Regions from separate parts of the Pan troglodytes genome. Here region 1 is linked to region 2. The links are chromatin contacts, called in public HiChIP or PLAC-seq maps. All regions are on one chromosome and are shown on one strand. Each heading gives the region's core, a stretch centred on a gene start, on an enhancer-like site or on the middle of the called end of the contact. The rest is flanking DNA. Distances are from core to core; before and after follow the strand shown. Region 1 holds the start of KIAA1958. Region 2 holds the start of INIP (INTS3 and NABP interacting protein).

What was found. HiChIP or PLAC-seq counts read pairs in DNA pulled down with a chosen protein or histone mark.
Region 1: an H3K4me3 HiChIP or PLAC-seq map of stem cell-derived excitatory neurons shows a contact between it and region 2, with 5 times the contacts expected there. The contact joins the promoter of KIAA1958 here to the promoter of INIP in region 2. A contact is called at or near these places in 1 of 7 Hi-C or Micro-C datasets (stem cell-derived neural progenitor cells) and 1 of 1 datasets of contacts at active chromatin or transcription factors (stem cell-derived excitatory neurons).

What each region holds. Positions count from the first base shown.
Region 1 is chr11:25,989,765-25,995,855 of NHGRI_mPanTro3-v2.0_pri, forward strand. It overlaps KIAA1958, which reads right to left and starts at 2,652. Exons shown (of 4, transcript XM_528391.8): 1 at 2,514-2,652.
Region 2 is chr11:25,761,470-25,767,858 of NHGRI_mPanTro3-v2.0_pri, forward strand. It overlaps INIP (INTS3 and NABP interacting protein), which reads left to right and starts at 2,962. Exons shown (of 5, transcript NM_001242593.1): 1 at 2,962-3,211; 2 at 4,675-4,755. The coding sequence starts at 4,731.

The DNA of each region.
Region 1 (6,091 bases), core at 1,402-3,901, 230 kb after region 2:
ACATGAAAAATGAAAAATAATTTATATGCCTTCCTCAACACCAACTTACCAGAAAGGAAATCAGTTGAAAATATGTAAGGTTCTCTGGAATGCTTCTGATTACACTAAAATATTATTGCTAATTACACAAAAAACAAAAAATTCTTATCTACCTATCAGTCAAAAAAAAAAAAACACAAAAACATAAACAAAACTAAGTGTTATCATTTAGCCAGCCCACATAAAGACTACATTGATGATCTCAGAAAACAGGCACAACTACAACTTTGCCAAAACAATTCTCAGTACAGGCCACACTCGATGCTTAGCTACACAGTGACTCTTTGTTAAATCTTATCACTACCACTGACAGCCTTGTAAATATATAAACAAGCAATTCAATCGTTAGCTTATCTTTTTTAAATATTTTAAAGAGCTAAGGAAGAGTACGTATATCTAAGTGCTGAAATTCTGAGAGTGGTCTAGAACTCCATTCCTGGATTCACGATAAAGCCTGATCAAATTTCAATACCTCTTCTCTTTGGGCTACTACTAGGAATGGAGAGGGACAAGGAACGCTAGTCAAGGGCCTACCAGAGCCACATACTGAGCTGTGCTTCTGTGCAGAATTTAAATTTATTTACCTAATGCAGACTGGAAGTCAAAGCAGAAACTAGTAAAATTCTATCAACTAAAAGGGATTGGCTTGATCACTGCTAGGTTTTAAGTAATGTGTGTATAAATCTACACTCCAGGCATCTACAAAATTAGGCATGCAATAATATTAATCTGTTTAACTGGGACAAGAATCTAGATAAATTTTTCTCCTAGAAAAAAGCACTATTTTAAGCATACTAAACTTTTTATAATGACAAAGATCAGTTTGTCTTTAAAAAAGTGCATTAAATTGTACACTGTTTACTAATTTTTAAACCTTAATGAAAATTTAAATACATAATTTTCCACGTTTTTCCTTCAAGTTTAGATGATAATGCTTTTTGGTTTTTTAGGAAAACCTCTATTTTTTACCTATGACTGTCCATGTAATTGTATGCATGGCCCCCAAAACTGCTTCTTCGTTTTTTTAATCTCCTGGGTAACTGTCAGACTTAAGTTTGTCAATATAAATTCTCACAGGGTGGGCAAAAAAGAGTTTCCAGAACGGAGCAGTAGATTGAGATTAATACAGGTATAAATCCATACCTGCGTATTAAAAATCTGAATCTGTAAAATTAATTTTCTGGGTGCTTATTCAACCTCATTTATTATTTGAGTATCTACAATACACAGCAACCGTTCATGAAGAAACTTAGCTAGCTAATCAAATAAGACAATTCAGAAACATCACCCTACGATATTTTTCAAAACACTGTATCCATATCCATGCACAACCCAATCGTTGGGTTATATACATGGAATAAAATAGTAAAGGCACAATCCTAGGGGGGAAGCTCAATTCTGACATTCACAGTCTCATGGGTAGGGAAAGATCTCATATCTTAAATCAGCAGAAATAAAGGCTTCAGCCTGAAGGGAAAGCTACATCATTGTTTATTGCACTCCAATTTAACCTCCACCATGGAAGCTGTCACTACCTGACTGGCTTGTTAGCTGTTTATTTCGTCGGGAGAGGATTCCGTCTTGCGAATCCTAACGAGTTCGGAAAAAACAAAACTTTACTCCTAAACTTCAAAACACACACACACACACTAAATATATATAATTGTAAAAATCATAGCCATGTTCATTTTTTTTAAAGTCCCAATCTAAAACCTTAAAGAAAAAAAAAAGACTTGAAGGAACCAAAAACATTCTTTGATTTTGGTTTGACGTTGTTCAGTCCAACCTCCTCCTACCCAAGGGAATACATTTCTCGATATATTTGATAACAAACACAAATCACTGTGCGCAGCCTCAGATGGGTGTGGGGGGGGGGGCGGAAGAGCCTTTTGGAGAAAGCCCTCCTCCGTTAGAAACAATAAATAAGGGAGCGAAGCCATGCACGTTCCTTCACACACGCCCCAAACGCACCTTGGCGAGCCACCCAAGGAGGAAAACTAGTGGGGCAGAGCCCTGAACCACCTCTCTTTCTCCATAAGCATCTCAAGACTTGGAAACTAAGAGGACAGACCTTTTCCTCCTCCTTCCCGCCCTCCTTCCCACCTCCGACAGACCCAAGAGCAGGAGCGGGGGCGCCAGCCCCACGCACTGCGCCTGCAGCCGCCGCTGAGACCCGAGCTGCCGGGCGGGGGGGGGGGCCCGGGGCAGGCGGACCGGAGCCGCCGCCGGGGGTCTCTGCGCCTCGCACCCCCAAGCCCGGCGCTGCCGACGAGCGGCCGCCCGGGTCCCTGCCCTCGCTCCGGCCTCGCTCCCCCGAGAGGAGACAAAAGGAAGGTTCAGCCGGGTCACCGCGCGGCCGCTGACGGGGAGGCAGAGTCGACCCCGGCGCGGCCGCCCCCCACACAAAGGGGCTCCCCGCCTGGGTCGCGGCGTCGGCGCGCTCGTCCCCGCCCCGCGCGCGGGCTCTCACCCACCTGCAGGTGTCTGTGCGTCTGTCCATAGGAACGCGGTCGGCGGGGGGGCCTGCGAGAGCCGGGAAGCCCGGGCTGGACGGGACGGGCCGGAGGGGCGCGAGGGCGGGAGGAGAGTGGCCAGAGGGCCGGGCACCGAAGGTAAGTGGCGCGGGGAAGGCGCCCGGCGGGCGGCGGACCGAGGAGCGGGGCGGGGGGCGGGGGCGCCAGCCTGGCTCGGCCGACCGCCGCGCGCCGCTCCGTGCGCCCCGAGCTCCGCGCGCCCGGCTCGGAGCGCGGCGGGCGGGCAGGGGGCGGGGCGCGGGCGGGCCGGGGCGGGGCCGGCGAGCGGGGCGGGGGCTCGGACCCCGGGCTCCAGCCGGCACCGGAAACGCGCCGTGGTCGGCGAGACCCACAGGAAGTGTGTAACGACACCTCCTACCGCACGCACCGAGCTCGCAGTCGTTGCTGCCCCGAGGAGGTGTAGCCCGAGCCTCCTGCCGCACACACGTTCGCACGCGGCGGCCGGCGCGCTGGAGCGAGAGGTTTGGAGCAATCCGTCCTCCGCGCGCACGAGCTCAGTCCCTACTGCCCCGACAGGTGTGGAACCCGCCATCCCCGCTATGGTCCGAGGAAGTGTACAGCACCGCTCCGTACTACACGTCCTGGGCCCGCGGTCCCCGATGCCCCCCGGAGCTCTGTGCACCTCCACTGAAACGCAAGGAGCAGACAGAACCTACACCATCCGTGAGGTGTGTGATTTCCCTTATAACGCATTGAGTAGAGTTACCTCTCCGCCCAGGGATGTGCATTAACACTTTCTACCGAGATACTACGTACAGCCCATAGTCACCGCTGCCCCGTGAAGGTGCCCAACAACCACCTGTAACACACACACCCCTATCCCATCGAGGGAGCGGGGATGCTTAATGATACCTAAAATACACTAAAACTAGGTCCTCCAGCAAACCAGAGAGAGACACAAGAACACCACCTACACGACTCAGCACAGCAAAGATGAAGCTGGACTTGCTAGGTGCTACCAGGCTTGGTCCACCTTTATTTTACCTAACACTTTCGTAGTACTTGCTGTGTGCCCACAGTTTGCACTGAGTACTTAGCGAATATTAATTTATTTAATCCTAAGAACTCTACATAGTGGGTGCTATTAACATTGCCATTTTATGATAAGGAAATTGAGGCACAGAGAAATTAAGAAATTTTTTCAACATCACATAGATAGTAGCTAGAGGAGCCTGGATTCATTCCGGACAGTCTGGCTTCAGAGTCTGCTCTTAACTCCCTTTCTATTTACAGCACTGACCATCTCCAAAACAGTAATCATGGTAATAAATAACATTTACACCATATCTGTCAGGCCTTACGTAGTGCCCACATCTTGGCCTCACCTCATCTGTGACAGGCATACCCCAGTCACTTGTACCCTTGGAGTAGGTAAGGGAAGAGAAGAATATTTTTGAGGGAGAGAAAGAAGCTAACTTCTTAGCAAAGGAGAAAATATCCAGGGTCGTCCAGAATCCAAGCAGGTAACTTCATTACCACATCAAGCATGTTCTCTCTTTTAGGTAGCTTCTGCCAACCCCTCTCCATCTCTAGAGCTGATTCCGGTTGATGTTCTTAACACCTTCCTGTATCAACACTCTTCCAGGTCTAGGCTGAAATTTAAAATCTGTGTAAATGTTGACACAATAATGTTTGTACAAACAAAAAAGACCAAAAATGAAAACCCCCTAGTTAATTGCTGCATATTCTAAAGATGGGATCTTGTGGAGAAATTGGAACTCTTATGCAATGCTGATAGGAATGTAGATGGTACCACCACTATGCAAAACAGTGGGGAAGTTCCTCAAAAAACTAAAACTAGAGCTACCATATGATCCAGCAATCCCACTTCTGGGTAAATATCCAAAAGAATTGAAAGCAGGATATCGAAGAGATATTTGCACATTCATGTTCATTGCAGCACTATTCACAATAGCCAAGAGATTGAGGCAGCCCAAATGTTCATCAACAGATGAAGAGATGAATGAAAATGTGATATATATATATATAATGGAATATTATTCAGCCTTAAAAAGGAAGGAAATCTTATCACAGGCTACAACATAGATGAACCTTGAGGATGTTGTGCCAAGTGCAATAAACCAGTCACAAAAGGACAAATACTGTTATGATTTGACCTATATGAGGTATGTAGAGGTATGTAAACTGTGGGATTATGTCAAACTCGTGGAAACAAGACGGTAGAATAGTGGTTGCTAGAGGGTAGAGGGAGGGGAAAATGGTGATATAATGTTTACTGGGTACAGAGTTTCAATTTTGCAAGATGAAAAATTTCTAGAGATGTTACACAATAATGTAAATATAACACCACCGAACTGTACACTTAAAAGTAGTTACAAAGGTAAATTTTAAATTGTTTTTGCCACAATCAACTTCAAAAAAAATCTAATTTTATTTGTTTAAAGGATATTTCACTACAATGAATTTTTTTAATGATGCAGGCATCCAACCATGATGAGGTACCTTGTTGAACAAACTAACTCTGCCACTAAGAACGATGAAAGCTGTTTAAAAAAATAAATAAGTCTGTTGAGAACAATTGGAGAGCAACCCTGTCATCCAAGGCTTGAGAGTCCACGAGCCCCCCAGGAAGAAGAGAAATACTCTGAAGTGAGTCCTGCATTCTCAGCCGCTTTTCCTTCTCAGGGCATTGTTGATTTGTGTCTAGGAGTGTAGAAGTCAGAAAGAAGCACCCTAGAGCTTACCGGCAGTCTTACTGGCCTGGAGATACAAAATTTGGAGTCAGGTCTATTAAGGCAGCTAGGACTTGAAAAACGAAGATCCTAGAGAAAGGAATCACAGTAAACCTAGTGGGTTGGCTGAGGGCCATAATCCCGGCACTTTGGGAGGGTGCGGCAGGAGGACTGCTTGAGGCCAGGAGTTTGAGACCACCTTGGGTAGCATAGTGAGACCCTCGTCTCTACAAAAAGAAAAAAAAAATTAGCTGGGCATGGTGGCCCACATCTCTAGTTCCAGCTACTCAGGAGGAGTAGAGGAGAAAGAGAGAAGAAAGGGAGACCTGTGAGATTATGCTTTTATTAGGTCTATAGGCATTATGCCCTTAAAAAACACATGCGCAAAGGAGAGGAACTTATTTCCAAGACTCTGGTGTTAACCATTAGGTTTTTGTTTTGTTCTGTTTTGTTTTGAGACAAGGTCTCGCTCTGTTGCCCAGGCTGGAGTGCAGTGGCGTGATTTCAGCTCACTGCATCCTCTACCTCCCTGCCTCAGTCGATCCTCATGCCTCAGCCTCTTGAGTAGCTGGGACTAGAGATGTGGGCCACTACGCCCAGCTAATTTTTTTTTCTTTTTGTAGAGACAGGGGTCTCACTGTGTTACCCAGGGTGGTCTCAAACTCCTGGCCTCAAACAGTCCTCCTGCCGCACCCTCCCAAAGTGTTGGGATTACAGCCCTCAGTCAACCATTAGGTTTTTTCATGGTCAGCTGAGGGATGTGTTGCGTTTGGGAGTCTATAAGATGAACAAGTGGGCTATATCTCAACCACACTGGGAGGGGAA
Region 2 (6,389 bases), core at 1,712-4,211:
TCATGACATATACATGGCTTCCTGAGAGCAAGTGACCCAAAAGAGGCCAAGGTAGAAACTGCAATCAGTGTCACACACTGACACTTCCACAATATCCCATTGGTTACTTGGGTCAAGTTTATTCAATGTGGGAAGGGATGACAGCAGGAGGGCCACCTTGGAGGCCACCACATTTGGTTGTACAAAATCTTCATGATGTTTCATATTGTTTTAATACTCTAATGAGTTAATGTTTAATAGAAAATAATAGCTTATAGGTATGAGGCATCTGGTTTGATTTTATTTAATCTTTAAAACAATGGCATAAGGTAGGTGCTTTTAATACCCCTTTCCACAGATAAGGAGGTTGAGGAACAGACAAATAATTTGTCTAAGTGTTCACCCAGTAAGTGCAGGGCCAGGTTCTAAACCCAAGTTCTAAACTGCCAAGATTCAGGGTAATTTGTTACACAGCAATAGATAACTAATACAGTAATTGTCTCAAACTGCTACACACTTGATTTTAAAGGTTGTCTAGCCTCATGCAGATCCCCAAATACTTTATCACAAAATACCAGAAAAGGAGGTTAGAGTGGTTTCAGTTGGAAATTAGGGACTACTGTCAACTCTACCTTGATACTGAAGGTCTGTAACCACAATGGTTTCAGGATAAAGTAATTCACAGATGGCTATTAGTTAATAGAGCCAAGGGGCTATAACATGCACTCCTTCTGTCTTGGACTTTCCCCTAGTATATTTCTCAGCTGACGTTTTTTTTCTTTTTTTCTTTTTTTTTTTTTTTTTTTGGAGACAGGATCTATTGCTCTGTTGCCCTGGCTGGAGTGCAGTGGTGCAATCATAGCTCACTGTAGCCTTGACCTCCCAGGCTCAAGCGATCCTCCTACCTCAGCCTCCTAAGTAGCTGGGACCACAGGCACGCACCACCGTACCTGGCAAATTTTTTAGATTTTTTTCTAGAGATGAGGTCTCACTATATTGCCCAGGCTGGTCTCAAGCAATCCTCCTGCCTTGGCCTCCCAAAGTGCTGTGATTACAGGCATGAGCCACCACACCCAGGCTCAGCTGACCTACTGACCACTTGCCAAGACACCCAGTAAAACAGATTGTTCATTGTTTATATTCTAATAGTCAACATTTATTGAGTTCTTATTATGTGCCAGGTGCTATTCTAAGTGATTTACGTATACCCAATCACTTATTTTTATTCCCATTTTATAGATGACAAAACAGAGGCACCAAAAGGTTAAACCAGGGCTCACAATCATTAAGTGGCAAAGCTCGAATTTGCATTCAAGTAAACTGACTCACTATTAACCATTGTGTTAGAGGTTAACACAATGAGGCAGAAGTTCCAAAAACTCTAGGAGAAGACAGAAGGGTTTCAAGGGCTATGACCTACCAAGTAAAAGGCAAAAGAATTGGCAGCAAGTTAAATTTATCTTTCTCCTGATAATGTTCTTTCAACTCTCAGAGGCTGAATTTGCTAAGAAATTATAAAATGTTGTTTAGGGTTAGAACTCTTTTTACTCCCACCTCCTTAAATAAGCTTTGTTCAGAATGTCCATTTGAAACTTAGACTGGAACTTTCTGTGCCCTAGTTTCTACATTAGCTAGGCCACAAAACAAAAAAAAAAAATTCTAAGGTTCTATCAGCCATATAGATCTCAGTCATCTTTTTAGTCATACTAGAACTCACCAAGTCCTCTTAACTGAAAGGACTCCTGGCCTACCACCAAAATGCTCATGTGTTAGGCTTTATATCTGGATTAAAGTCAAGTCAGCAAGAACTGGTCTCAGAGGAATTCATTCCTCCAGAGCAGAGGCAATGTGTGAGATTTAAGAACTCAGGCCTTAGCATCTGGCAGACCTTTAAATTTGAATCTTAGCTCGCTACTCGACATAGAGCAAGAAACATGAGTCTCAAATATAAATCAGGGAACAGCAGGACCAGAGCTGATGCAAAGGAAGCACCTCGCATTGTAGAAGGCACTCAATAGCTGCTTGGTATAGAGTAAATACATGCTTGGTTTTCAGTAAATAAATACTTGATATTGAAACGATTATTTCAGTCATTGATCCATGCACAAGAAAATTGTGCATCATAAACATTTTACTCTTGAGCAAACATCGATTATTAAAAACATATGTCCAAATTCATTATCCATTCTATTTAATTAAATGCTTGAGGCGCTTGGGGAGCTTACATTTGTGATCTAAGTCTGTGCGTTTTTCAAATGTATCTTTCGGAAGAGATTAAGACACTGCAATTTTAAGCAGGGCAGGTGGCTCACGCCTGTAATCCCAGCACTTTGGGAGGCTGAGGTGGGCAGATCCCTTGAGGCCAGGAGTTCAAGACCAGCCTGGGCAACAAAGCGAGACACTGTCTCCATAAAAAAAATTTTTTAATTAAAAAAAGTGCAATTTGAACACATGTCAATATACGATTACCTTTTAATTCAAATGTGTAGCTATCTATTGTGCTGGAATCAGGTGGGCAGCAGGTGAGCCCACTAGTGGCAAGTTGGTGTTCTGCGATGTGGCATACCCACTTCTTAAATGCACATTATTGCACTGTAATAAAAATCCTCCATATTCAGTGCTTTCATTGTGTATAATTATGTAAACTGTAGACAAAAAATATTCCTGAATTTGTGTGTGTGTGTGTGTGCGTGCGTGTGTGCGGATGCGCAATCCGAGATGGTTGTTAAAGCTCGAAAGCGAGTTTAGCCTCTAGAGTCGCCCCTCCTCCGAGGCCCAGCCGAGGTGGACTCGCACCGTCGCAAGACCGGCCAGGCGGTGGCAATGAAGAAAAAGCCAGTCTTGGTGCTAGGGACCCAGGTGTTCTCCGTCCCGCCCCTGCCTGGCAGCCCCGCCCCTCCCCCGCCCCGGGCCACGCCCCACCCTGGCCCAGCCCCCAAAAGTACCGTTTGCATCTCCCGTGAGCCTCTTCGACTGTCACTCTTTGGAAAAAAAAGTGACGTCTGCACTGAGGTGGCCGCTAAAGTGCGAATCACGACGGGCGGTGGCCGTTGGGTCCCGGCGGGAGGCGGGGTTTCCGCTCCCTGGGGCGCACGTCAGTCAGGAGGCGGAAGCGCAGCGGGGGCGGGAAGGTTGTAGTGCAGCGAGTTGAGCTCCTCTTGCCTAAGTGGTCGCGCCCCCTTTAAGAGCAGCGATTGTAAGGAGAGGCAGTCCCGGTGTCCTCGGGTCCCAGGTAAGTACGACAGTCTGGAGGCACCGGGCAATAGAAAAGTGTGGCTCCGGTGCTAACCTGTCGCCGCCGTCTTTGTTGCTACAGGCAGCGACCTCCCTTCCGACCTTGCCACCCAACATTTCTGGCTCCTACTTGCTTCCTTCGTCTCGTTCACAGCCCAGGCCCAGCCGGCTCTGCACATCCGTAGGCAGGGACCTTTCTGGCACGCCAGTCTACCCTGTCACAAGATGGCCCTGTTGTCCTCCAGTCCTAACCCCGCATTGCTCGCTCTGTGTTTCAGCCGCTGGAGACACCTAACGATTCATTTACTAAAAACCGGTGTCTGTTTTCTATCCCTTGTGTCTTTCCCGGGCTCCCTAGACTAAGGCATCACTCTTTGCTGCCAATCAAATCAATTCTTTGCCTCCGGCACTGTGCCCACCTTTTAAAGAGCGGGTTTGTTAAGCTTTTTTTTTTTTTAATTAATAGTATGGTTGCTTGAATAAGACTTTATTTTCCCTTCTGATTATATGTTCCTTGAAAGCAGGATTAGGGTCTTGCCCATCTTGGATCTCCCCAGGATTTAGTACGAAAGCACGAAGTTTGGAAACCAGCAGCCCAAATAATTCTTACTAGCTCTATGACCCTGGGTACGGTTTCCTCATCTATAAAATGGTGATAAATAAATAAAGGAACTAATTTCGAGCATCTTACACAGTGTATGGTGCAGAGCAGATACAGTACTCCTTTACCTTTTTTAGCTTTCAGTGTACACAGTAGTTTTTGGGTATGTGTTTTAGACGAATGCAGAGACACCATAGATGAATGATTTTTCTTCCTAGCACCATGATTATATTGACTCTATCAATTGGTTGATATATTTGGTAAATACAACCTAATGATGTTTATTAAAGACAGTAATTCTAAATGGTATGAACATCTGCAAGAATAAACAATGCCATATTTAATTAAATGCTTGAGGCACTAGCAGAGTTTACATTTGTTTCAGTCCGTGTACATTTCAAATGTATCTTTCTTTCTTTCTTTTTTTTTTTTTTTTTTTGAGACCGAGTCTCGCTGTCTCGGTCTGTGGCCCAAGCTGGAGTGCAGTGGCGCGATCTCGGCTCACTGCAACCTCCGCCACCGGGGTTCAAGCGATTCTCCTGTCTCGCCCTCCCGAGTAGCTGGGACTGCAGGCGCTTGCCACCACACCCGGCTGATTTTTTTTTTTAATTTTATTTTTAGTAGAGACTGGGTTTCACCATGTTAGCCAGGATGGTCTCGATCTGCTGACCTCGTGATCCGCCCGCCTCGGCCTCCCAAAGTGCTGGGATTACAGGCGTGAGCCACCGCGCCCGGCACAAATGTATCTTTCTGAAGAGATTAAGAAACAGCAAACATTTCATTGTAAGGAGGCTAGCTGTTCCTTTTAGTTTGTGATTAAAATATGGTGCATTGTATATGTGTGTACACATATTTTACAGGTGATTGTGAAGTGCTGACCAATTGCCACTGGACATACTTGAAACAAAATAGGAAAATGGCAGCAAACTCTTCAGGACAAGGTAATGACAGCAGGAATTTCTTTACTATGAACATTTCCCCAATATAGTAAATGTATTTGAATAAGAGAAAATTTAGTATAGGGCAGTTACTGTAGCCAGAATTTAAAAAATGAATAGCAGGCCGGGAGCGGTGGCTCACGCCTGTAATCCCAGTACTTTGGGAGGCCAAGGCGGGTGGACTGCTTGAGGTCAGGAACCCCGTCTCTACTAAAATACAAAAATTAGCTGGGCATGGTGGCGGGCGCCTGTAATCCTAGCTACTAGGGAGGCTGAGGCAGGAGAATTTCTTGAACCCAGGAGGCGGAGGTTGCAGTGAGCCAAGATTGCACCACTGCACTGCAGCCTGGGCGACAGAGTGAGACCCCGTCTCAAAAAAAGAAAAAGAAAAAAAGAAGAACAGCAAAGTAAAACTCTAAATTTGAAATACACTTGTGCTGAATAATGATGTTTAGGTCAATGACAGACTGCTTATAGGATGGTGGTCCCATAAGATTATAATGGAGCTGAAAAATTTCAGTCGCCTAAGTGACATCTTGATAATCCTGACCCTGTGTAAGCCTAGGCTAATGTGTTTGTTTGTGTCTTCATTTTTAACAAAGAAGTTTAAAAAGTAAAAAAAAATAAAAATTTTAAAAATAGAAAACTTTTAGAATAAAGATATAAAGAAAATACTTTTTTTTTTTTTTTGAGATGGAATTTCGCTCTTGTTGCCCAGGCTGGAGTGCAATGGCATGATCTTGGCTCACTGCAACCTCTGCCTCCCGGGTTCAAGCAATCCTCCTGCCTCAACCTCCCGAGGAGCTGGGATTACAGGCACGCGCCATCACGCTCGGCTAATTTTGTATTTTTAGTAGAGACGGGGTTTCTCCATGTTGGTCAGGCTGGTCTCAAACTCCTGACCTCAGGTGATCCGCCCGCCTTGGCCTCCCAAAGTGCTGGGATTACAGGCATGAGCCACTGTGCCTGGCCCAGTGTTTTGTGTTTTAAGCTAAGCGTTATTACAAAAGTCAAAAAGTTAAAAAAATTTAAAAGTTTATAAAATAAAGTTACAGTAAGCTAAGGTTAATGTATTATTGAAGAAAGAAAAATTAAATAAATTTAGTGCAGCCTAAGTGTACAGTGTTTATAAGTATACAGTACTATATACTAATGTCCTAGACTTTCACATTCACTCACAACTCACTCACTGACTCACCCAGAGCAGCTTCAGTCCTGAAAGTTCCATGCATCCATGCATGGTAAATGCCCTATACAGGTATACCATTTTTTGTCTTTTAAACCGTGTGTGTGTGTGTGTGTGTGTGTGTGTGTGTGTGTGTATGTGTGTATGTATGTGTGTATTTTAAGATCTCAATTGGCTTTATTTGTGATTCTAGAATCAGGCAACACTTCATTTCATGAAATAGAATAAGTGTTCCCTAAACCATATTTTTACTGTACCTTTTCTATGTTGAGATACACAAATATTTAGCATTGTATTACAGTTGCCTACACTATTCAGTACAGTAACATGCTGTACACGTTTGTAGCCTTGGAGCAACAGACTGTACCGTACAGCCTAGGTTGTGTAGTAGGCTATACCATCTGTGTTTGTGTAAGTACACTCTGATGTTTGCATAACACAAAATCACCTA